3 separate regions of the Mus musculus genome follow, and all the other regions are linked to region 1. The links are chromatin contacts, called in public Hi-C and HiCAR-type maps. All regions are on one chromosome and are shown on one strand. The core of a region is the stretch at or near the end of the contact, and the rest is flanking DNA. Distances in the headings are between cores, read along the strand shown. Region 1 holds the start of Runx1t1 (RUNX1 translocation partner 1). Region 2 has its middle 51 kb from the start of Gm46881. Region 3 has its middle 82 kb from the start of Gm46880.

Region 1 (4,612 bases), core at 1,426-3,925:
AATGCGTCTAACATTTCATTATTGGCTAAATTCGTTGATTTGCAAAGTAATGATTTAGACAAATGTCTTTCTAAAACTGCCCTTTAAAAAGTAGACTTTCCACTAAGTTAAAAGTCAGGTATTGCTGCACCTTTTTAGAAAAAGCACTTCAGTGGTCATTAAAGTGTTCTGGGTTGTTCTGAATGTATTTTAATTTTATAAAGTCTGTATTGATGGGGACACAGGGCAGGGCTCTGTACTGGAGCAAACTTTCCTAGTACACACTCCGTTTCTCGTTGTTTGCCTATGTAACTGCATTAATCATGCTATTGATTGTCTATTTTTATTATACAGTTTGGATGTTAGAGATCTTGGCTCTTTGTACTCATTTTATTAAAGGGAAAGTTATTTCTGCCTAAGTAACTGTATCTATACATGTCCAGGTTTCCCAGTTCAGGGAGAGATGCCAAATGGGGCTGCAGCTTTGCCTGTCTCTAGGTGAAAGCAAGGGACAGACTCCTTGAGAAAACGCTGAACCAGCCTCAGATGCATGCTCAGCCAGGCCCTTTTTGCAATCAGACTTGAAGGTGAGAATCTCCGGGGATCCAGGTTTTGTTGACGTGGATCAATTTAAAGTGGCAATTACTGTAGTCAGATAACAGCTTAAAAAGCCTTTTTACACATAGAAAAGATACATAATCACACAGCATATGGAAGTTCAATTTTCTGAGCTGTAGTTTCAGGCCTTGGAGTGTACCGATATTAAGACCCAGTTTTGAAACCAGATATCATCCAGTTTTCTTGACGTGTATTGCATTTTGTCATATGACTTTCTATTTTAGAAGTGATTCACCGTGCATATTGATGAAAGGTTGGGTGCCCCACTGTGAAAATGTTTTCTTTCTTCCATAGGTATAGTATTAAAGAAAAAAAAAATTGGTGTGTAGCATTGAATGGCTTTTCAAAACTACTCCTTAAAAAAATGGAAGTCTTCAGATTTAGGATTCTGGATTCCATAAAGGCCCTTATGCCAGCACTTAATTGGTGATCACACTCATGCATGCTATAACAATTTCTGTCACAAGAATGTTTGAGCTTGCTGCTTAACAGAACTGAAATCCATTACACAGAACCTCATTACAAGTGACACCCAACTAAGATGAACAAAAAGATTGCCCTCATAAATAGAGTGTAGTATACTATTCTTGACAGAACAGAGTAATCACTATGAATTGTCGTCTTTTTACAAGTTGTCTCTGACAGAGATGGATTTTTGAGGGGTTCACTGGCTGAAGCAGCCCTTCTCAGGTTCAGCGTTCAGGGGCTGTAGAAGTTCTTACTGATCGATGCTGTTTATCAAAGATGATATATTTTTCGTTTGTGCAAGGTGTGTGTTGTGTGCATGTGCTCTGAAGCCCTCTCAGGCGAAGGGACAGGGAGGCAGTGGGTAGAGGTCAAAATCACTGCCTGTTTTCAGATGGGGTCTGTTAGTAGTTCTTGAAGGCAGCAAGGAGGGGAGAAAAATCAACCTGATGAAAGCTTATGGAAAATGTCGAATAAGCAAAGGACACATGGACCACTGCCAGAATAGCAAGAGTTAAAGGGGCCGGTCCCTCTTCATGGTCACTGAGCTGGCTGGCTGGTCAGTCCTGAGTAGAATTGTTTAGTAGAATTGTGTGTGTCTAGTGGATTGGCTGTACACTGGAAAGGTAGAGAGCCCAAGGGCTTGACCACCATGTGAGCCCTGTTGTTAAAACAAACAATCAAACACAGACCCAGAGAAGAGTTCCCAAGTGTTAAATTGTGAAGAAGAGTTTTAGAAGAGAATAATGTTTTCCTTCTGCCTGGCATCTTTGTGTGTTTAGAAACAGGCGGGCAAGGCAGGCAGGCAGGCAGGCTTGTGTTTCTCCTATGAGGCAAGGATGTTTTACAAAGGACTGAAGACACACTGCTGGGAAGGAAATAGGCAGCTTTAGATAAAGCACTGTAACAAAGGCTCCCAGTTTTATATATCATGGTGTCCATTAAAGCTTAATAGGGAAGAGTCCATTGAACCAGGCTGGGTATGTGTTATTCACAGTCAGGAGAAACATTTAAGGGTGTCTCCCCCCCCAGCCCCCCTTGCACCCCCCCCCCCAGCACCCCTTCCCAAAAAGGCATGATTGTTTAGCTTTTGAAAAGGCATTACAATGAAGAGTTTGTTTTTGTCTCCTGTGGATCTCTATGTAAAGTAGAGGAAAGTAAGCTGAAAGTGTTTGGAGCAAATCAACCTGGGAGCCCAGTGGATTGAAAGCACTGTAGTGAACTAAAAACGGTTAGATTCTGCCTCAGAAAAAAAGTGTTCTGTTTGACCCACGCTACTGGGAAGCTGGAAGTGTTCTGCTCATACTTTGTGCTGGGCGATGAACTGGCACAGCCCGGTCTTACAAGAGGTTTTTAGGTTGTTTGGGGTTTCCAGATCAATAAAAAAAGCTTTGTGGTCTGTGCCCTTGTTTGTTTTAAACCAAACTTCCCAGTAATGCCTGTTAAAATTAGAAGATGAAGGACAGCTTTCAGTGTGAGTTGGGGTCAGGTCAACATTGCCATCTTTTGGCAAAATAAGGGTTAACTTGGAGCTGGGAAGGGGTGGTGATAGTGAATGAATTATTCAGCATTTAGCTTATCTTTCTGCATTTCACTTTCTGCTTTTTGGTGCTCTGGAACTGGGGCAGGAGGAAGAGTGGAGAAAGGGAGACAGGAGTTGTGATACTTTGTACACACGTCCCTGTCATTGTTCTGCCTGAAGAGACAGGGCTGGGTTCAAGGCCACATGTGTTCCTGTCATCCTGCACATTTCTGCTCCAAGTGCAATCCGGAGTGTCAGCTCTCCATCTGTCTCTGCCTGGCAGGCGCACGCGCCCAGCACCCTGCCTCGGGCCATGCCGCCCCAGCCCCTCTGATGGCCCTCCTCTCCACCGCCCCGCACATTCCAGAACAGGAGGCATGAGCCCGCATCGCGCTCCCTCTTAACACAGAGTTGCTTTCAGTGTGTTACACGCTGGATTCCGGGATGCCTGGTGAGTGAGTCCTCTTTTCTTGCAAGGAAGGAAGCTTTACTTTCTGTAACGCGTGGAAAATGCCGACTGCACCACGACTGCTGTACTGGATGAGGGCAGGGAGAGGCTGTGGGGTGATAGAGGTGTGATTGGGAGGTGACACAAAGAAAGCTGGATTTAGGGGTGTAGGATATGGGGAGATACTCCTTTGAAACTGAGGGGAAGGAAGCCGTGGATGTTTGCCTGAGCAGTTTACACAGGGGATTAGCTCCACTGAGAAGTGTTTTCTGTTCTGGGTCTCTGGACTATCATCTGTACTTCTTTGCTGGTTATTTGCCTGTGGAGAGAGTTTTTAGATTATGGTAGAATTCTTGGAGAACGTCTTTGAAGAGCTGTTTATGTCAAAGAAAATGAAGGCAGCTTTGGCACTAGAAGGAATTTCTCGCTCTAAATCATAGTCCTTAGATGTTATCATGTAAGTAATTGAAATCGGGTCATTTAGAAGAAGTATGCTGAATTAGTGACATTCCTGTGTCCCTGGAAATTTAGTGTATGACAATTCTCCAGAAAAATATTATCTTTGGAAACTGAAGTGTTTCTGTGATTGCTGCCAGGGAAAACTGTGTTTGTGAAGCCTGCTGCAGGAGAAGGGCTGTCTCTGCTGCTCTCCAGAACTCTCTAAATTGTCCTGTGCCGAATGCAGAGCAGATAAAGGCAGGGCACACAGAGATCCTCCAGCTGGCTGGCGCATGCAGATTATTTGGGTAGGGCAGGCAGAAGAGGCCGTGCTTGGTCAGAGTTTGCACACCTCCCAGATGGTGTTTTGAAACATTATCTGCCAGCTTTCTGAAACCACAGTTGTGTGTAGGTATCGCCAGTTGTTTGAAGAGTGTTTTCCCTTTAGGATACGTCTTGGAGTCTGCTCTCCTCGTTATTGATATGTGTGCAGAAAGGACAAGTTTGCCCAGGATTGCACTTCCGTTGCTGTTGTTCAGGGGACTAGCAATGCATAGAAGCTGAAATATGGGGAAATTCAATTACCAAAAAAGATAATAACTGAGGTCTTAGAAAGGTCATTTTAACTCTTTAAGCTCTCAGCTTGATTTATATGCAATATGTAACTGAGGAAGAAATGTGCCCTTATTATATAATATAGAACTGGTGAAGAAGTGCTTGTATTTTATTTGTTTGTTTGTTGTTGTTGTTGTTGTTGTTGTTGTTTTACAAGGCCATTGGAGCACAGTTTCATGGAAATTTATAAAAATTCATAGGTTCTTTGTTTTTATGCTCTTAATAGATGAGTATTACATGGTCTGGCAGCACCCACCAGAGTCTGTGATATTTTGGTAAAATAGAACCAAATCTGCTTGTCAGTGACAAAGGGGGAGGGGTACTAGTTAGGACCTCTTCTCCTGATTCCTCACATGACTTTTAAAGAAAGCTCCAAAGCACTGAATTGTACTTAAGGCTTTGCCATTGGAAGTTGGCTTTAGTGTTAAGTTGTTAATACCTGACTGGTTCTGTAGTGGTGTTCTGAAGTTTGAGCTCTCTGTGTGTCTGTCTGTCAGTCTCTGTTTTTCTGATTGTCTCTCTCTCTG
Region 2 (4,558 bases), core at 1,772-4,271, 320 kb before region 1:
GTAGATATCACTTGTCCCTCAAGTGTAAGGATCACAGTTTAGATCCCCAGAACCTATATAAAAGTTACGGAGGCCTGGTCTAACACTTCAAAAGCAGAGATGGGGATCTCCAGAGCTAGCTGGCTAACTAGACTTGACTGCCAAATATGGCAGCTCAGCAAGACGTCCTGCCTTCATGAGGCTTAAACAATGGAAAGTCACTGAAGAAAGCACAGAGCACCAGCAGACCTACTCACGCCCACATGCATATGCTCACACATTTGTGCACACACAAGAACATGCACCCTATACAAAAATACATTCGTGAAACAATTTACAAAGCAATGCCATTGATTCAATCTTCTGCACACGACTTTATAGCACTCTCTCAATTGACTTCTTAGGACAGGGCTCCTTAGAGAAGCCGCTAGATAGGTGATTCCCAACCTGTGGGTCACTACTCCAAGGGTCCAGGGACTCTTTCATGGGGGCACATATTAGATATCCTGCATATCAGATATTTCCATTACTATTCATTACAGTAGCTAAACTACAGTTATGGTGTAAAAACAAAAATAATTTTATGCTTTGGGTCACCATAACATAAAGTACTGTATTAAAGTGTCCCACCATTAGGAAGTTTTCGAACCGGTGCTCTAGATCTTCCTGATAAGATGAGGCTCTAAGGAGGTCAGGGAGGGGCATGTTTGAGGCTCTCTGAAAATTATTCTCAAAAATGTCTGGTAAGATGGGCTTCCTCTTTTCTTTGCTTTTCCGCTTTTCCTAAGAAAATGTCTTTCCATTTTTCAGGCACACCAATGTCCTCTTCTCCCTTCACTTGACTCCAAACAAGTTCAAATGCAGGGTGGGTAGACAGATCTATAACTTCGGACTTTCCGTAGCCAAGGAGAAACACCTTCCCAAGAGGACACAGGTGAAGCTCGAAAAGACTCAGAGACATGGTCATAGCAGCTGCTCTCTCCGTGTCAGAGAAACGCCAAATTTAAGCGAACATCCCCTAGTCTATGCCTCCTAGCTCGGAGACCTCTCAGGGAAGCTTATTCACCAAGCCTTTCTAGCCCCAATCCCTGCCTCTTTCAGTAACAGTTCTGAGAAAGGATCAACTTCAGCTGTGCAATATGCTGGCCAACATTTTAGAAACGCTGGAACCAATTTATTCCATCTGGAAACTAGTTTCAGCTTTTATTGCCGCAGAATTGAGTCCAAACTAGACCAAATTTCCAAAAGGAGGCCCCTATTCCTCTACTGTCAGGATTTTTCTCTTTTTTAAGGTGCACTCATTTAAAAGATTTAAATGGTAAGCAGCATCCAAAACCTTTGACTGTTGTAGACCAGCTACATCTTCCTAGATAGTTTCTTTTCCATGTTGCTTCTTTCCATGAATGGAAACCAATTCTACCCTTGAGGACTCCAAAAGGCAGAGTTTGCAGAAGTTACTCTGTTCTGTGGTGAGTGTGTATTTTACTCATTGTTTCCCTAATGCCCTGCAGTGGTGACTCAAGCGCTCTCCTAGAACAGCAGAGGATGGATCTCTTTTGCATATACATTAAAATATTAACAGCTACATCTAAATAAAACAGTCGCCCCAAATCTATTTCTACAAACACATCAAAATGATGTAATGTTGAACATTTTCAACAGCCTCATGCATAAGAGTTCTTTGTTTCAGTCCATCTGCTCCTGATTAAACATTTTATATTTCCATTGTGATTAATTATGCTATTTATATACTTGAAAATGATTTGTTTGGAAAGGTATAGGCTAGTGTAAGCCTCTCGTTTCTGAGAATGACAGCCCTTCAAAAAGTAGAGCGGCACTGTGCACTCAGGAAATTCACCATCTGCTTCCTTATGCTCTTAGAACATATTACAAACCTATAGCAGAACAGAATTGAGGGAAAACCGAGTCTAAATAATGCTAATGGCATTCATTTGAGATGTTCAAAAATGTATCCATTTTTAATTAAGCCAAGATACTCTCTAGTCCCCAAAGAACATTGGACTGCTTCATTGTTTGTTATCTGCACTCAGATTTAGAGTTAAATCGTCAAATGGCTGGACATTTTCCACCTGGTCTAGACAGCTCCCTTAACTCATTCTAGTCAATCTAGATTGAGTATACCAGGACTTAGCCCAGACCAAAGGACTCTTCACCAGACTTGAGCACACCTTAATCCCATAAAGAGAACAGGATTAACATAATAATAAATATAATTGAGAAAAATGCTCTAAACAGAGTGCACTGGAGCCTTGAGGTGGCTCAGTAAGATGGTCATTTCCACCAAACCTGATAGGAGCTCAATAGTGAGCTGAATGCAGGCCCCAGAACTCCCATGGTAAAAGAAGAGCATGAGTTCCTGCGAGTTGTCTCGGTTGCATGCACCCACAAACATGTAGGCATGCACTTGAGTAATAAATACATAAAAGGTAAGTACGTAAATACGTAAGTAAGTAAAGTAAAAAAGTAAGAAAACTTGTTTCAATGATTATTTCCAACAGGGATGTTTGTTGATAGCAACAGACTATGTCCCTATAATTTCGCATTTTTACATGATCAAACTTGTATCTGAAACCAAGAATAACCTGTTATTCAGCCTGACCAATCTGCTTTTAGTCAAATTTGATTTTCGTAGCAAATCTAAACAGAACTGCCCTCACATGAAAATAAATGTATGCCAAACACTAGATGGTGATTTTTTTTTGTTTTTTTTGTTTTGTTTTGTTAATGTGCATTATCTATTTCCAACAAGAACAGACACTATCAAGCTGTCTGCTGGAAGGCTATTCACAAAAGTAGCCAACGTGACTTGCTTTCTTCTGCCTCTTGTTTTTCCTAATCAGTGCCCACTCATTAACACACCCACGTGCTTTCGGGCTTTGTGCCCTGCACACCATTTCTTTGCTCTGAGTGTCTCTGACTGCCTTCCCTCTTCTGTTTTCTTCATCCCAACTGAGAACTGTGCTATGACTCCTGGCATCTCTATTAAGGAGTGAGCCACATGGAAGTGATTAGCATTGCAACTGCAAAAACTGAAAGCACTCCCTTGCACACTATGGAAAGGAAACATGTCATGTAGCAAACAGGTTCCTGTGGTGGGGTTTGCAGCCAGGAAGACAAACTATTGGCTGAGATCTCAGTTTTCTTGTTATCACTGTAGATCAAAAAGATGTGATCATCCCTTCTGATAGCCTCCCCGCTTTGGTAAACAGCCTCTGAGTGAGTTCATTAAATATTTAAACAGCCCTGGTATCTATTAATGTTATCAGACACATGAAATATGTCTGATGGATTTATTCTGCCGTTAAGGAACCAGACCCCAGTGTCCCTCCTGGGAGTGAGCTCCAGCTGTTTAAACTATAATTCCATCACTAGGAGGCATGGTGAAAGCACTGACCTCTTAGAAACGGACGGCTTGCTACTCAGCCTGGAAATTGCAAATGAAACCTTTCTGTAATAATGTTAAAATATGCACGCATAGGAATTAAAGCACTTGGGGTCACCAGCAAAGCCTGATGTGTTTTCGGTAACCTCTAAACAGCTGGCAGAAAGAATCCTATAAATCAATGCTTGGAAGATTAGCAATCAGGGGATATATAAGTCTTTTTGGGTTCAGTAGCTCCTCCGCCATAGCTGAAAGAATCTGAATCAATCCTTTGAATCTTTTGTGTCCTTTTAAAATACCATTATTTTTGATTCTGTTTCTCAGGATGAAGATTTATGCTGATACTGTACTTCTTACTTACATTCATAAAATCAACATAATAAAATGTTACGCATGAAGGCCTTCCATCTTTAAGGTAATTTGTAATCCCCCCTTTTGACATTTGAAGCTCATAAGGAAACAACTTTGGCAAGTGAGATAAAGAGTGTCTTCTTAAACCTCCTACATAGGACTAAGACATGTTTTAGTTCGCTGGTGATAGATCATCCATAGCCCTGAGAATTGTTTATACCAACCTAAATTGATATGAAATTCCTTGAGTGGCTTACAAGACATAAAACTAGATGTTTCCATTTCCTAGACATGTTAAGCTTCCTGGCTATGAATGGGAAGAGCTGGACTCGTCGTAGTAGGAAATGTATTATTCTTTCTGAAGTCATCAAACAAGTGGGAGCCTCACAGCCTGAAACACAAACTAACTTTGAGTATCTTTCCAAGTATCACATACATTACCATGGTTTCTAATTGATAACAGACTGACTGTCAAAAGATGAAGATCTAGGTGATATAACACCTATGTTAAATGACAGAACAAAGACCCCCAACAGATCAGCTATGATAACAATGACCTAAATATAATATGATAGTAATGAGAATCAGGGCACAATCCTGGATTTTATTATTTAAAGAAAATTATATATGAAAATGTGGCAAGGAAAAAATAAAGATAGTAAATAATAGAAAACATTTCCCAGTGACACTTGGGGAGTCATGGTTTCACCATGACCTTTGCATATCCTTGAGATTCACCAACACTAAAATTCCAGTGTCTGTCCAGGCTGGAACAAAAGGTCTGCCTTTTGCTTCTCTGCTCTATATATTGGAATAAAATGAAAA
Region 3 (4,103 bases), core at 1,522-4,021, 420 kb before region 1:
CATCCCCATCTCTTCCCTGTCCCTCCCTCTCATCTCCCTCACCTCCATTCTCCTATTCTGTCTTCCCTTTCATATTCATTTCAAGCAACATATTCAGATAAAAGACTATTGAAAACCAGCGATAATTAAAATACAATGAACATTGGAAATATTGTCTTACTTTGAAAACTAAAAATAATGAATTAATAATACAATGTTCATAAAGCTAAGCCAATAAATAAACTATCTAACTTGTAAATAAAAATATAAAAGAACATTAAATAAAATATTCAGAATAAGATAATGGAGGCTCAATAAAATCGTATAGGTGACTGAGACAGTACCAATGTATAGATCAAATAGTGATGGCATGTTGAATCACTTGATTCCTTTTATAGTATCTTCATTTCCTCATTTAAATAAGTTATAGCTATATAAAATATTACACTGTGGAGCCTACAAAGCAAGCACTGAAAGATAACTCTTCAGTTGTGAAAGGTATTGAAGTCTGAGATGCTATTGTGTTAAATGTGATCACTCACTCTGAATTGATGTGAATTAGGTAGTAGGGGATATGTCTGCAAGAACTTTCTAGCAGGTCTACTGGAATCAAAACAGGATTCAGAGGGAGAATGTGTGCCTTGAGACATTTAGTGAGGACCTGACTGTCACATGTCTTCTATGGTTTAGGAGTCACCCTGTCAAGGGCGAGGATTGATGTCCAGGACATGAATTGGATGGCCTCTTTGACCCTCTTCAGGATGGGACTCTGGGTCTCTGGGGCAGATCATTCTCTTCTGAGCCCTGACAGCTGCATGACCTCGCTCTTTCTCTTTGAGTCTTCCCTGACTACCTAAAGCAGTTTCCCAAGGAATGTAGTGTATTTTCAAGTGAGTGGTACATCTTGGAAAAGGCACCCAGAAGGTTCAAATAAATCTTACAGAATAAGTGATCAACTCTGGACTTTGAACTTTTCACCTTCCGTAAAAATGCTAATGCTCACTGGGAGTCACATGCATGCATGCAGACATATTCATAGCATGCAGTATGTGAGAAGTATGTGAAATGTATTCACCAAATAAAAATTAAGAAAATACAGATTTGTATATAGCATATTTGTGTGCATATATACATCATGACAAACTTGAAAATAAAAACAATTTCTAAAGATTCTGCTAAGGATTCATGCTAAGTACGACTTTAGGAACTAAATGGAGTGATAGCATCAGCATTCTTTATCCCTCAGTAGCAGCCTCAGCACCAACTTGGTCCTGGTCACCACCATTCAGCCTGCATAGGCTCAGTGATGCTCTTAGGCCATATCAGTTTCATATCACTGCAGCTTTGCAGAGGGATGCTCTTCTCCATAACCAAGGTCAGGTCAGTTGTGTGTGTCTGTGTGTGTGTGTGTGTTTTGCTTTTGCTTTTGTTTGTTTGTTTGTTTGTTTGACTCATAGATACACTAATACACTCTGCCTTGCCACACTTTATAATCTTCATACACCTCAAATAGTTTCAGGTGTAGGTATATACTGAACTCATCAGTCCATTACCCTCAACTCCAATTAGTGTTCCCCGTGAAGTATATTCTTTCTTTTGGTATTTCTGTTAGTTGCTTTGCTTGTTCATTTGTTTGTTTTTGACTCAGTATGATTTCATGGCATTACTTTCCATTTGTAGAAATTTATCGTTCTTTGAAATCTCTTCATGTACAAAAGTCTAAAATAAGCTTGTTTTAAAGAGAATGAATTCCAACTCCTTGGAAACTGTCTCACTTCGTACGTGAGGTCGAGGAAGGGAAACACTTGCGAGGGAAGCCTTTTTTTTTTTTTTTCTGTTCCAATAGAAGCATTTTCACAATAAGAATAAACTTGTATATTACTTGTTGAAGTTAAAACAAATAAATAAAATGGATTACAGGGAAAGACATTGGAATGAGCTGAGGCCTGAGAAGCACACATGACGTAACACATGACCACAGTCTTTAGTGCTGCAGGCAAAGTTCTGCATTCAATTTGCTACTGGAGTCTTAGACTGAATACCACCCCCAACCAAACCACCACTGCCCACAAAGCAGCAGCCAGCTGCAAGACAGATTCCCAGCAGACGGAATGCAGGTGAGATAGCAGCAGAGCTTGAGAGAGCTCAGCCTAAAGGGGGCATGTGGGGTTTGGAGAGTTTTAGAAACTTTTATTGTAGGAACACATGTGTTAGTGTGCCAGATGGAAGCAATTATGGCAGGGAAACTTTGCCCCAGCCTTAAAACTAAATTCCAATACTGTGAGCTCAGGCTAATGACTCCCCTCCAGGACAAGCAAAAGCAGACCACAGTGAATTTTCAAGATTGACTTCACATTACATCAGGTCACGATTGGCCCTACTAAAAACCCATCTGAACTTTGTAGTATCTGTACATCAGTTCTCACTGGGAAAAGATGTGACTTCAAACTCACTCATATAAATAAGTATGCTTGCCTGTAATCTATCTTACAAATCTCATCTGACACTGGACTTTTACCGTCTGAGGAGCAGAAAGCACAATTAGGATTGCTGATGAATAGCGTGATTATTCCAGATAGGAGAAATCAACTCCATTGGAATATTTCTGCACATATGGTCCTTTCTGAAAGAATCTTGATTCCTTTGACGGAGACAGGCACATACTTGACATCTTCCTTACTAAACAGTATCGTGGGAATTAAGATGGAGAAAATAAAACAGACTGCAGATGAGTGCTAAATCTATGACCTATAAAACAGTCAGAAGGATTAGAAGTAGATCCAGCCCCCTGAACTCCCTTGCCTGAGGATTTTTCCTGCAGATTTAGGCACGGGAGGAAATTCTTTCTCTCTTTGGTTTTGTTGTGACTGGTGACTCAGAAACAACTGGTTGGTAATGATTATTAATGTACAGGAGTATGTTGGCTTTATAGTGATGCAGAATCACCTGTCCAAGAACTTCAACACTGTTACTTTCATGGAACCACTGGCTGAAGGATTTACTGGAAAGGGAAAGATACTTGGAAGGTACAAAAACTCAGAGTCTCGAAGAGATGAACTTAACTCTGTTTCATAAATCAGTTCTATTCCCTTTGAAAGATAAAATAATGTTTTACTTAACTAGGGAGATCGAGAAGTCTTACAAATGTATAATACCATCTTAAAGACATAAATCCATACTCTCAGTGTGGTTCACACAGTCAGACAAGCTCATTGTATCAACACAACCAGGAAACTATAAGCATAGTATAAAGAGGACAGAGAAAAAGCTTAAGTGTGTGGCTTCCTGATTGCCTGATTGCCTCCTTTTATGGATCAGCCTAATCCCCTACCACTAGATACAAGATTTGACTTCTCCAGTCCACAGTGGCTCATGAGAGCAGAAGAGCAATACATTCCCCAATCCTTCATTTGGTTAGTGAGGATGGGAATGTAGAATACATAAATGGAAGTGTATTAACTTCTCCTATCTGGAATAAACATGTTGTTCATTAGCAATCATAATTGTGGTTTCTACTATTCAGGCTGTAAAAGTCCAGTGTCAGTTGAGGTTTGTAAGCTAGACTAAGTGACTCAAGGAAGCATGGATACACTTGTGTGACAAAGTAGCTCTACTATTCTGTCCTACTTAATCAGATTTCCTCAACAATGCTGTTTTATCATTGAACTCTGAGTGTTGAGCCCCTTACTCGGATCCAATTTAATCATTTGTTTTGGAAACCTACAATATTAGCAAACATAAATGTTGTGAAGAACCAAATCTCCACTATGAAATAACCGGTGAATTTCCTTGCCACTGACTTACATGTGTGCATTATTTTAGCAAACTTTCCAACAGATCTTTCATTATTACACTTAGTGCTAGATGTTAAAGGTATAGTGACAAAAGAAACACTGAAAATGGCTGGGTCAACAGAGCTTCTGAGGCGGCGCCATCTTCGGCTCCAGACAACTGGCCACCTTCCTGGTGAGAGCACAGGGGTCCGCCCGGCCCGAGAGGTTTGTGCCTCAGGCCCCGGCGGGAGCCTCCTTGGCTCCGTGACTCCGAGGAGGGCAGGCTGCACGGGTGACGGTGTGGAATACAGAGGCCAGCCATTTCTGGGACAGGCGAGAGCCACAGAGCTT

What was found. A called contact is a pair of places that touch in the nucleus more often than the background predicts. HiCAR-type assays count read pairs that join an accessible place to other places.
Region 2: a contact with region 1 is called in a Hi-C map of uterus, with 5 times the contacts expected there. The contact joins the enhancer-like site here to the promoter of Runx1t1 in region 1. A contact is called at or near these places in 1 of 15 datasets of contacts at CTCF or cohesin (pro-B cells), 7 of 484 Hi-C or Micro-C datasets (cranial neural crest, gonadal supporting cells, palatal mesenchyme and 1 more), 3 of 115 datasets of contacts at active chromatin or transcription factors (embryonic basal ganglia, embryonic forebrain and fibro-adipogenic progenitors) and 2 of 9 other capture datasets (embryonic tail and embryonic trunk).
Region 3: a contact with region 1 is called in a HiCAR-type map of fibro-adipogenic progenitors, with 4 times the contacts expected there. The contact joins the enhancer-like site here to the promoter of Runx1t1 in region 1. A contact is called at or near these places in 1 of 15 datasets of contacts at CTCF or cohesin (the NIH/3T3 cell line), 4 of 484 Hi-C or Micro-C datasets (the 3T3-L1 cell line, the C2C12 cell line and uterus), 3 of 115 datasets of contacts at active chromatin or transcription factors (astrocytes, embryonic fibroblasts and fibro-adipogenic progenitors) and 1 of 9 other capture datasets (embryonic tail).

Annotation. Positions count from the first base shown.
Region 1 is chr4:13,782,107-13,786,718 of GRCm38.p6, forward strand. It overlaps Runx1t1 (RUNX1 translocation partner 1), which reads left to right and starts at 2,676. Exons shown (of 11, transcript NM_009822.3): 1 at 2,676-3,035. The coding sequence starts at 3,029.
Region 2 is chr4:13,466,275-13,470,832 of GRCm38.p6, forward strand. No RefSeq gene overlaps it. Among named protein-coding and RNA genes, the nearest start is that of Gm46881, 51 kb to the right of the region's middle. Within about 2 kb of position 3,022, at least 17 of the 459 cell types and tissues checked have an H3K27ac peak or open chromatin away from gene starts, as enhancers often do. A contact at or near this core is called in uterus, where this site is marked.
Region 3 is chr4:13,362,805-13,366,907 of GRCm38.p6, forward strand. No RefSeq gene overlaps it. Among named protein-coding and RNA genes, the nearest start is that of Gm46880, 82 kb to the left of the region's middle. Within about 2 kb of position 2,772, at least 54 of the 459 cell types and tissues checked have an H3K27ac peak or open chromatin away from gene starts, as enhancers often do. A contact at or near this core is called in the C2C12 cell line, the NIH/3T3 cell line, embryonic fibroblasts and 1 more, where this site is marked.